Linked DNA regions of Mus musculus: region 2 is linked to region 1. The links are chromatin contacts, called in public HiChIP or PLAC-seq maps. All regions are on one chromosome and are shown on one strand. The core of a region is the stretch at or near the end of the contact, and the rest is flanking DNA. Distances in the headings are between cores, read along the strand shown.

Region 1 (5,320 bases), core at 1,378-3,877:
TTTTGTAGAAACATACTTTGAGACAAACATGCTTGGGTCTGAAGTGGGAGGGCTAAATTCCCATCTCCAGAGTTAGCATGGCCAACTTAACTAATGTAATGTATGTGTTTGTTCTATAAAGATGAGGAGAGCAAGCAGTTGTTCTCCCGGCCCTGGAAAAACAGAGAAAGAGAAGGAGTTCAGGACACTGGGTGGTGGCATCCCGTGGTGACCAGCTGGTCCCAAAGCACTACCCTGCTAACAACATGCATAGATTTGTCAAGTCAAGCTGCCATTGCCTGCTCTGATGTGTTCTGCAGTGGGAACAGGGGTTGAAAAGAGACAGAAGACAGTCTTTTCCCCCTTTTAGAGTGTTATCAGTGTTAAAGTGTCCCCCTCTGATGGCTTTAAATTTTGTAAGGTCACGGACTCAAGGCAACCAGCACCCATCATCAAAGAGTATTAAGCCAATGGAAATACCTGCCTTTTCCAGGGCCTAACTTGAGATTCCTCCCCACTCCCATGTGTGCTGATAAATTGCTTGAAAGCCTGTACCCAAAATCAGTTCATGTGTGCTTGCAAGTGGAAGCAGGCAATCTGAAAAAAAATTAATGAGTATCAACCTTTCTATAAAAAGATAATAACTATGATTGATATTTCCCTCTGGAGGCCACTTTTTAGTCCCCTCGTTTAAATTTAGGACAGGCTTGAGTGCAGGAAAAGATCAGGTAGTATTCTTTCAAGGTTTGTAGGTCAAGTGAATTTGGGATGGTTATCTATCCAAAGGATCAACAGGATACTTTTTCTGGTTTCTCTTTCCTTGTCAAGTCAAGGTCTTCCCTGACAATCCCTTCTCTTTTCCCATACCAGCGAGGCCTACTGAAGAGAGGCTCACCGGTCACCTTTTGCATGTGTCAATATTGATAGACAACTCTCGGGTTCTGCCCATACTCAGGAGGGTTTTGCAAAGCAGTAGGGGTTGGAGGTGGGGTGGGAGCATTGTAAAGTGTAATTGTAGAGACTTAACTAAATATTTCCAGAAAACTCTAAGTGTCTTAGTTACTTCTTTGTTGGATGATAAAACGTTATGACCAAATGATGGAAGAAAGAATTTATTTTGGTTTATGTAGCAGAAGAGGAATGTATAACATGCGGGGGTGGGGGCTTAGGGTGAGGGGTGACAATAATAGGCAGCTGGAGCGTGAAGCTGTAAGATCACATCTTCTATCAGACACATGAAGCTGAGAGAATGAACTGGAGATGGGTGGGGGCTATAAATGCCCAGAACCCGCCCCTAGTGATGTACCTTCTCCAGCAAGGCTCTGCCTTTCTAAAGGTTCCATGATACATGCCACCCTTCCCCCCCCCCCCCCCCCCCCCGCCGAAACACCACCACCAAATGGGGACCAAATACTCAAATACAAAAAGCCTACAAGAAACATTTCTCATTCAACCCATCTCATCAAGCACGGGAAAAGATTAAATGTCATTTGACTACTCAAGGGGGAAAAAAAATCCCGTAATTCAGAAATTTGCTGATGTAGCAGGAATCCTGGGCCATGTGAGTCAGGGTGCCTGAGCTCTTATCTCAGCTGTGTCATTACCTGTGGGCAAATCTCCTGGACTCGGTACTGTTGTTACATGGTGGGATATATAATTAGAAATCCAGAGCTAAGTACACTGCCATCCACCAAGGTGCTTTCAGTATTTCCCACATGGTTGGAGAGCTCGGACCCTGTTTGATGATCTACCAATGACTTGGACTGTGGGGGAAGAGTCCAGAGAGACCCTGCTTCTTCTGTCTATCAACAACTCTTCAAAAGGCAATCAGTAGAAAGGCTCTGGGAAGGTCCAGAGTCTCAGGAATAATGATTACGTATTAGCCTTTAGAGAGCTCCACTTTCTGCCAGGAATCTCCGTCAAACGCCACAGGCAGATGATTCAAGACCTCTGCTCTGCTCTGGATCCTCCTGCAACGTCCCTGGCAAGAGGAAAGATATTCTAGGAGGACATACATACTCCTCCCTTTGGCTACCAGACTCTTGAGACAATGGAATCTCTCAAATCAAAATTTCCCAGGAATCCCTCACTGATAAATAAATAAATAAATAAATAAAAATAAAAAAATAAAAAAAAAGAAGGCTGGGAGCTTAGTACTGGTGGGAGGAAGCGCTTGTCTCCTGTCACCTTTTCAGGCTACCAGTGATGGGCGTAGAGGTAAAGCCTGCCCTCTTAGGGCTTCTAGGCCCAGGCTCTGATCCTAATAACTCTGGTTCAGCGGGACTGAGGAGGGTGCCCGGCCTGTGGGCGATCTCTGGGGATCAGAGGCTGTAACTCCAAGGGTATCCTCACTTTCCCTCTAGTACCCCTGGCAACTCACAGGGAGTCTCCTGAGCCTACCCAAGCCCCTCCTGATCCAGGAGCTTAGAGAAGTGAGTCCGAGGGAGAGTCTCCACAGTGAGTTAGCTGTGTGCCCCGATTTGGTGCCATTTGGAAGGAATGCTCTTCAACAGAGCCCTTTCTCCCAAGACTGCTTTCAGACTGCAGTCCTTTTGTTCCGGAATCGCTTTGTTTCCTTTTCATTTGAGCCCCAAAGCCATTAGGCCTCACACTCCCTGCTCTGTGTGGGCATCCAGACAGGGATTGCAGATGGCTGGACAGAAGGGGCCTTGTGCTCTCAGCTGGATTTGCCCCGGGAGCTTCCTCTAATGTATAGCATCTTTCACTAACATTTGCTTTTTCAAAGCCGCCTTCCCTGCACAGAGGTTCTTTCTGTACCCATGACACAAATCCTGCCTCTGCTTTTCTTCATTGTAAGTTTATTTGTTTCGAGCCTTTCATAGAAACACACCCCTGGCTTCTTACTTTAGCAGTGCAGACCGTGGATTCTCTGCCAAAAAGATGGTCTCCTCTGGGGTCCACCCTACTGATCACATACTCCCTCTCAACCACTCCCTTCTCTCTCTCTTCCCTTCCACCCCTCCCCTCTCTCAATCAAAGTCTTTTCTTCAGAAAGCAAAGCAACTGAGTTAGGTCTTCTTCAGGTTCCTCTTTTTTCTTTAAGATGCCAGTGCCTGGAGCTGGACGGATTTTGCCCAGCTGCCATCCACCAAGGTGCTTTCAGTATTCAGAGTCCTGGGCCCCACCCAGGCCCCCTGAGCCTCAGGGGAGGTGCAGCCCCGGTAGTTTGTATTCATAGCAAATGCCCCAGGTGTTTCAGAGGAGACAACTGAATTTATTTAGCAGCTTGCTTCTGCTTGCAGGAGTAAACAATCCTTTCAGAACATCGTGGAGGGAGGTGCAGGACAGCCTGGGGGCACCCCCACCTGCTCCTGCTGCTCCCTAAGCAGCCTTGGCTTTGCTGCAGGACACAGGTGTGTAGGATTTGGCATAAGGAGAAAGCACAACAGACAGCTTTGGAAACTAATGATCTCTGGCTACTCCTGAGACTCCCTTCCCCCAAAGCTTTTTTTTTTTTTTTTTTTTTTTATTCCAGGGTTTCAACCTAGTGCAAACCAAGTACAAGCTTAGCTTAGAGTTAAGGACTGGTCATGAACATGATGACAGCTACATATAGTAATGGGCTCTTTCCAAAGACTCCATCCTTCACCCAGTCTTCCTGAAGGATGCCGAAGCCCAGGGTTGGTTAGTGTTACTCTGGAGACTGGAAGCAGAATTCCTCTCCGTCCACTTAAAGAGCACACATATCAACACTTTATCCGGATAGGAATGGACATCTCTTTGCCCTCTTCTGAGGATTGATGGAGAGCCGGTGCTCCTTCTCCTATGAGAGACTGAGAGACTGATGAAAACTGATCTATCCTAAAGCTGGTTCCAACTCTATACATGCTGTTCTCCTAACTCAGTCAGATCGATGGGAGACGCTCTGGCACCATTCAGTGCAGAGAAAAGACAATCATAAAAGAATTGCCTGCCACATGACCCTGGGATGAAACGGGGAACAGTGAAGAGCCGGGAGCTGTGGGAATGTGCCCCCTCTTCGTACAAATGGCCCAGGGAACCTGCCTCAGGGGACTCTGCTATTCACACACATGGAGAAGCACAAAGGACCACCTCAGTGTGGGCTGTGCTGTGCTCTAAGAACTGCAGTGTCATTCTGGGGTCGCCTAGGGAACGTCTGGGTGGGTGTCTCTCTGGCTAGCATCCCTGGTATGTATTGGGATGAATGCTGCCGGAGCATGCTTGATTTAGCAGCTGGTGTGGATTTGTTTTTTGTTTTTTTGTTTTGTTTTGTTTTGTTTTTGTCCCCATGAGTAATGCTGGGGAATGGGGAGGAGTACACAGAAAACAATGTTGCAATTTGGATGATAAGCTGATTGGCATGCAAAGCTCCTATGAGACACTTTAAAAAGTCTAAGCCGGGATGGATTGTAGCTTCTTCATCTTGGTGAGAACTTTTATCTTGCTTCACTTTTGCCGACAGACAAATGAACAACGAAAAGCACCTTTGAGTCACCAGGAGAGAGGACTGGCCACAGCTTTAATTCTGGTACCATGGATCTGAGGCTACGTCCTACAGCAGCCCCCTCATCCTCCTGCCTAGGAATGGGTAGCAAGTTGGGTTTGGGGTTCTGGGATATAGGTGGTAGCCTATTGGTATTTGTGAAGAAGGGGGCAAGATGATGAGGGCACACTGGGCCAGTAGAGTCAGGAAGAACCGCATTCCAACCTTTTTCTGCTGTCTTTCAGCATGGGACCACCAAGAGAAGCCTGCATCCCGAGGATATACAGAAAACTCTGAAACCCCAGTACCACCTGCTAAGCCTCCAGTAGTCTCAGGGCTGAGAAGGGGAGGACCATGTGCATTGGCCTTACTGGGAAAGGCTAGGCTAGAAAGGCTATTTCATCCCCAAGGCTGGAGGTCTTCCACCCACTTCAACCCACACCAAGGAAATGAAAGTTCACACATAAAGTTCTAACTTTAGCCAGAGGAACAAAGGATGCTTAGAGAAGTCAGGAAAAGGATGGAACTCTAGCTCAGACAGACAGACAGACAAAGAGAAATACAGAAAGACACAGACACATAGAGAAACAGACGCAGACACAGAGAGAAGGAAACAGAGACAGACACAGAGACAGAGAGCCTACTTCCCTACTGGCCTTTCCTTTCCTGACCTCGAGGCTGGGGCCAGTGGCTGCTGTTTGTTTCTCCGGTGTCAGCTGTATGTGCAGAAGGGGAAAAGGGGAGGTTCTAGCTGTAGTCTTGATGCTCTTGCTCTCTGGAAGGCCAGTGATGAGGCAGGAGCATTGCTTTACTTGTTATCCTGAGGAGTGTGAGCCGATCTCCCCAGCTCTGACATCATACCTCTTTCCCCAAAGA
Region 2 (5,320 bases), core at 908-3,407, 250 kb before region 1:
CAGGAAGAAAGCCTAATAGAAATCCATACAGCAAGAGACACCATAGCATAATGGATATCACACCATAGTAACACACAGATTCCTTTTAGGGGGCAACCAGGTTAAGTGCACATGGTGGGTGCTCTCTCCCTCTGGAGGGAGGGTGCTCCCCAAGGCAGCACACCAGGCCTCAGTAAACACCCCAAAGAAACCCTAGGATCCATGCTCCCTCCCTCCAGGAACAACTCCCAGGTATGGTCTCACAGCTCCTCAAGAAGGTCCCAGACCCGTGCAGCCTCCGTGTCCACAAGGTCACTCGTTCAGCAGTTCACCTCTTGCTGTTTTCCTCTCTCACCTCATCTTCCTGGTGCCCCAAACCCTGTTCCTGAGAGAAGTCACCATCTAAAATACCAGGCTCTGCCTCTGGGGGTGGGGGTGGGGGGGTCGCAGTCTGGAACAGATGGGAAATGTACAGCTGGCTCTAGGTCACTGGGTTGGCTTTTTGCCAAGACACAAACAAGGCTGATATACACACACAAAACAGCACTCCTGGCTGGTTCTAGTCAATGCTGGAGGGTGACTCTGTATTGTTGGTGCACACACACACACACACACACACACACACACACACACACACACCAATTTAAAAAGTCATGCAAATATTTTGTTCCATTAATACAACACATTTATACCCCTGCTAAATCGGAGGTGAGAGAGCAAGTGTCGCCTGTACTCCAAGAGATGGTTTTTCGTCAATAATATATACAATCACCATGGATCACTCCCAGGTTAAAGATCACCAGAGGTGATGGGATTGGGGCTGTCAGCTAGGTCTGGATACTAATGCAGGTGCCATGATCCTAGGCTAATCCGCAGGGAAGCGCACAGTATGGAAGGAAGGAAGGCTCTGTGTAGTGGTCACGTCTTTGGATTCCCACACTCCTGTCTCTCCTATTGCTGCTATAGCACAGGTTTATCCCATGTAGTTTTAGGGGCTAGAAATCTGAACCCAATCTTATGGGGTAAAGCCAAGGAGATAGCCAAGGAGACAGGGTGAACAGGGAGGGTTAGACTTACAAATCCTTTCTCTGCCCTTTTTTAGCTTCTCGAGTTTACCAATCTCCCTGCCTCTGGTACCCAAAGCACACTCATTTAGTCCGTATCTGTCATCAGTTCCTGTGGTTGAACCTCCCTCCACCACCTCTTACAAAGACACATGTGTTTGCATGTAGGGCAGAAGTAGGAACCATGCATGGTACGGCCTGGACATGGTCTGAATGCTGAAACCTTAAGTCTCCCAGACTGGAGATGTTAAGAAAAGGTAAATTCTCTAAGAGGTGGGGCCTAGCAGAAGGTAATCGGTGGTAGGGTCGCCCCTAAAAGGAATTCATCTAGCCACCCTGCTAGATGAAAAGAACAACCTTGCCCTATCCTAGACTCTCTGGTTTTCTGTCTCTCCCAGGGATCTCAGCACCCAATGATGCTGGCGGGAGGCTCTTGAATCTCTTCTTTATCAGTTCTTTATTAATGAAAATACCAAGAAATCCTGACACCCCAGGCTCCTCCCATCTGCAAAGGCCCCTTTGCTCTAATAGGTAATGGTCACAGACACTAGGGCTTGGGTATCTTTCGGGATGCACACTCTAGCAAACTTAGTTTACTGCCCAACCCCCTCCCAGCCTCACTTGCCTCTCCTTCTTGCACAAACGCACCTCCCCCTTGTCCCTGTATCTCCAGGAAAAGTGTTCTCTGAGACAAGACCTTTGTCCTGATCTCTTGTGCACGAGGAAGCCTCTGGATTCTAGCAGGCACTATTGCAAAGATGATGGCTGGGTGTTCACAGTATGGACACAGACTTAGGTTCTCATACCCTAGGTGCAGACAAGTTGCTGAACCTGGAGGATTCTGGTTGACAAGTACATTAGGGATGGTGCCCCCCACCCCAGCGTAGGTAGAAAGTGGAGGCTAAAGGTCATTTAAAAAGAGGGGCAGTCAGCTGTGCTCATTCCCCTTTGCATCTGCCTTCTAGAAAGAAACAAGTAAAATTAAATTTTTCTTGTGAACTATCAAAAGGAGTTGTTTGACAGCATTTTTCCATTCCAGTATCATTGTGCAGGGACTCAAAAGCTGGGTGACGCCCACAACAAAGGTCGCCATGGAAACCGCTCACCTCCCTCCTGAAAATCATGACTTCAACCGCTCCATCCTCCCAAACCCACTCCAGATTGTTACCGAAGAACCTTTGTGCAAACAAACACCAGCGACTGCCTGAATGGCAGGAAATGTGGCAGCTTTTTTTCTAATTTTAACTTTGCTCCAGGAATGTGTGTGTGTGTGTGTGTGTGTGTGTGCGCGCGCGCGCGCGCGCGCGTTTGGAACACTCAGCCAGGGGCCCACATTCCTTTGCAGCCACCTCCAGGGAGCCCAGAGAAAAAGCAGCTCTCAGGCAGGCCTTCTCAAAGGAGGATGCACCACAAACATCACTCTACTCCAGCCAGAGTGGAGTCCAGGGCCTGAGCACTCAGGTCATGGCCGGGAAAACCTAGAAAACAATCCTGCCAAGCATCCCCTGGGACAGAAGGGTTCCAAGGAGTCTCATTCTGTTTTAAAGCCTTGCACGGTGGAGTGCCCCCCCCCCCCGCAGTGAAAGAACACTCTAAGAACCAGCGCGTTTTGCCTAGTTCTAGTAAATTCCAAGACTTTGTAGGATCCAGTAAGAAAAGTGAACCGAAACCATGTAAAAAATCTAGTTGGAACAAAGGAGAATAATAACATGAGTCTGGGGGAGGGGAGGCAGATGTACCTGCATTGAAAGTCTATCAGATACACATCACCCCGGGCGGACCAGCTCCAATATCACAAGGTGGTCAGTGTGGAGCTTGATGCAGAGGAATAGCTGGTGGGGGTGGGGGGAGGTGTGTGCAGAGGATCCGATTTCCACTGGCAGTTTGCATGCTGGGGCAGACAAAGCGCTTCCCTGTCACATTCTACCATCCTACAGGTAGTCCTGCTTCAAAAATCCCCACAGCAAAGGTGGGGATAATTCACACAGGTGAACCCAAGGACAGCCTGGTGGGTCAAAAGGAACCCAGCTCTGCACAGCAAATGACCACAGATAACAAAGGTTGGACATTTCTCCATTTCAGTGGCTCAGGAAGCAGGGTTGGTTTAGCTGAGCGAAGACACCATCTTCTGGGGTCTAAGCCTCTCTCTCAAACAAGGTCAGGGTCTCATCAAGGTTCAACCTGATCACCTGGTTGGAGCTAATAGTGGTTTGTGGCTTCCTTGCTGTGCCTGTACGAGACCACCCTCGTCCCACCTCAGGGGAGTTTGTGAACAAAGCCAACGAGTTATTAAGCAAGTTCACTCACCTAACCACAGAGAGACACTCACCTTTTGTTGTGTTTTGTTTTGACTTGACACAGAGATTCATGTAGCCCAGGCTGGCCTCAATCTCCCTATATAGCTTAGGATGGCCTTGAACTTCTGCTCCTCCTGCTTTCAACTTGTGCATGCATCCAGTCTGAGGATCTAATATCTTCAGAGGAACTAATCTTATAAGAGGCAGCCAGAGACAGGAGAGACCATGAGAGTGAACTCTGTGTGGTACAAATGTAAACAAGCAGAGGATGGTCGACAACACAACAAGGTCGGGAATAGCTCTCCGCATTACTTAAGATCCACCAGATAAACGGACTGACTGAGCTCAATGGATGCCTCAGCGTTTGGTGCTGTTTCAGAGGACCAGGGTTTGATTCCCAGCAACTACATGGCAGCTCACAACCATCTGTAGTTCTCACTGCAGGGAATCTAATGCCCTGCTTTGGTCTCCATCAACACCAGTCACACTCATGCAGGAAAAAAAAATACTCATAGGCATAAAAAAATTAAAATTTAAAATATTTTAGAAGAACACTACATCTGAAACAGGGGGACAGGAAGGACAGGCTGAAGTCGGTCTGTGCCAGCAGTGGCTGTGTAAGTCTGGACGAGAGCTCTCTGTTTGTGACTCTTCAATGACCACACTGATGTCCTGCATTCTGTCTATATGTTTAGGGGGTCACCTTCCTTGGTCCCTTGCATGGCAGTGACAACAGCCACTGAGAGCCTCCGAAAATTCAGCTTGTTCCTGCTGGGCATCCCTCATTACTGTTTATCTTGCTCAGAAAGAGAACCAGGCCAGCTCAAGCCCACACCACTGCCCGGAAATCCTCTTTGCCCTCCTTGCTAAACCTCAACAGCGGCCTCGGATTCTTCTCTGAGGCGAGGTTGCTCCTCCCAGGTGGGGTGAGTGTACTCAAGGATCGCCCCACCTGTCTTAACTACAGGCGCCACAGCTATAAGACTCGCTTGGACCCTGAAGCATCTTCTTGTTGGGGTGTCTGTGCATCTCTGGCAACTGAAAACACCAGTTGACTGCCGGAAGCTAGGAGTCACACAAAGCTGCATTCTGTGTGTAAGAGTGTCCAATCAAACACTCCCAAAACAGGCTCGAGGAGAGACACCAGTCTGCAATGAGGAAGGAGGCTAGGAGGGTTCACCACGGAGTGTCGCATGAACCGGATGACTTGAGCCTCTGTGAAGGGGCCCGGGGTCTGGTGGGGGGCTCAGAGGGGCATTTGTGTCTGCCCCTCACACCTCAGATACTAGCTGAGCCAACGAACAGGTGAACGCGGTCCTTGTGGTTTTTCACAAAGGGAGGCGCATCAAAGCACCTGCTAAGTCAGATGGGGTTAGTCGGCATACAGAGCGAGCCCAGGTCTTGGGAGTTAAACACTTGTGTGTGCGTTGAAGAAGGGTGTGTACAAACAGAAGAATCAGAGGAGGAACTGCTACGGGTTAGCTGGGACACTACATGTCTGTGACCACAGTGCATGGCAGCCCAGGGAGTGAAACTCCTTCAAGTCTCCACCACTATACTCAGGCCTTCGTTTTTGTTTGTTTGTTTTTTTTTTGAAAGTGCTCCACAAACCTCCAGGTTCTTCCTAGGGCGCATACCACGTAAGTGACGTGAGTGTGGGGGGCTGTGTCTAACAGATAAGACCTCAAATGTACACTTCAGTAAGCTCAGAGAGCTGTGTGTTGGCATGAGGAAGAAAACGGAAAATGTGATGTCGGGACTCTGGAGGAAGCCTGCAGGGGTGGGAGTGGGGTGATATGAAGTTAGGGTGCAGCCAGGACAAAACAGCATGGTCCGAGGAGAACAGTGCTTAGGAAAGAAGGTGGGCCGGGGCTTGACAAATCTGGCTATCAACTTCGGTGCCTCTGAGGACCACAAGCACTGAACAGCACCCTGTGTATACCAAGAAAGCCACAGGAAGGCCTTCAGGGTGTCCACCCA

What was found. HiChIP or PLAC-seq counts read pairs in DNA pulled down with a chosen protein or histone mark.
Region 2: an H3K27ac HiChIP or PLAC-seq map of embryonic stem cells shows a contact between it and region 1, with 4 times the contacts expected there. The contact joins two enhancer-like sites. A contact is called at or near these places in 1 of 484 Hi-C or Micro-C datasets (embryonic stem cells) and 6 of 115 datasets of contacts at active chromatin or transcription factors (differentiating embryonic stem cells, embryonic basal ganglia, embryonic stem cells and 2 more).

What each region holds. Positions count from the first base shown.
Region 1 is chr1:88,837,593-88,842,912 of GRCm38.p6, reverse strand. No RefSeq gene overlaps it. Among named protein-coding and RNA genes, the nearest start is that of Platr5, 85 kb to the right of the region's middle. Within about 2 kb of position 2,627, at least 83 of the 459 cell types and tissues checked have an H3K27ac peak or open chromatin away from gene starts, as enhancers often do. A contact at or near this core is called in differentiating embryonic stem cells and embryonic stem cells, where this site is marked.
Region 2 is chr1:89,089,753-89,095,072 of GRCm38.p6, reverse strand. The region is part of intron 1 of Sh3bp4 (SH3-domain binding protein 4); the gene reads right to left. Among named protein-coding and RNA genes, the nearest start is that of Gm34331, 11 kb to the left of the region's middle. Within about 2 kb of position 2,157, at least 101 of the 459 cell types and tissues checked have an H3K27ac peak or open chromatin away from gene starts, as enhancers often do. A contact at or near this core is called in differentiating embryonic stem cells and embryonic stem cells, where this site is marked.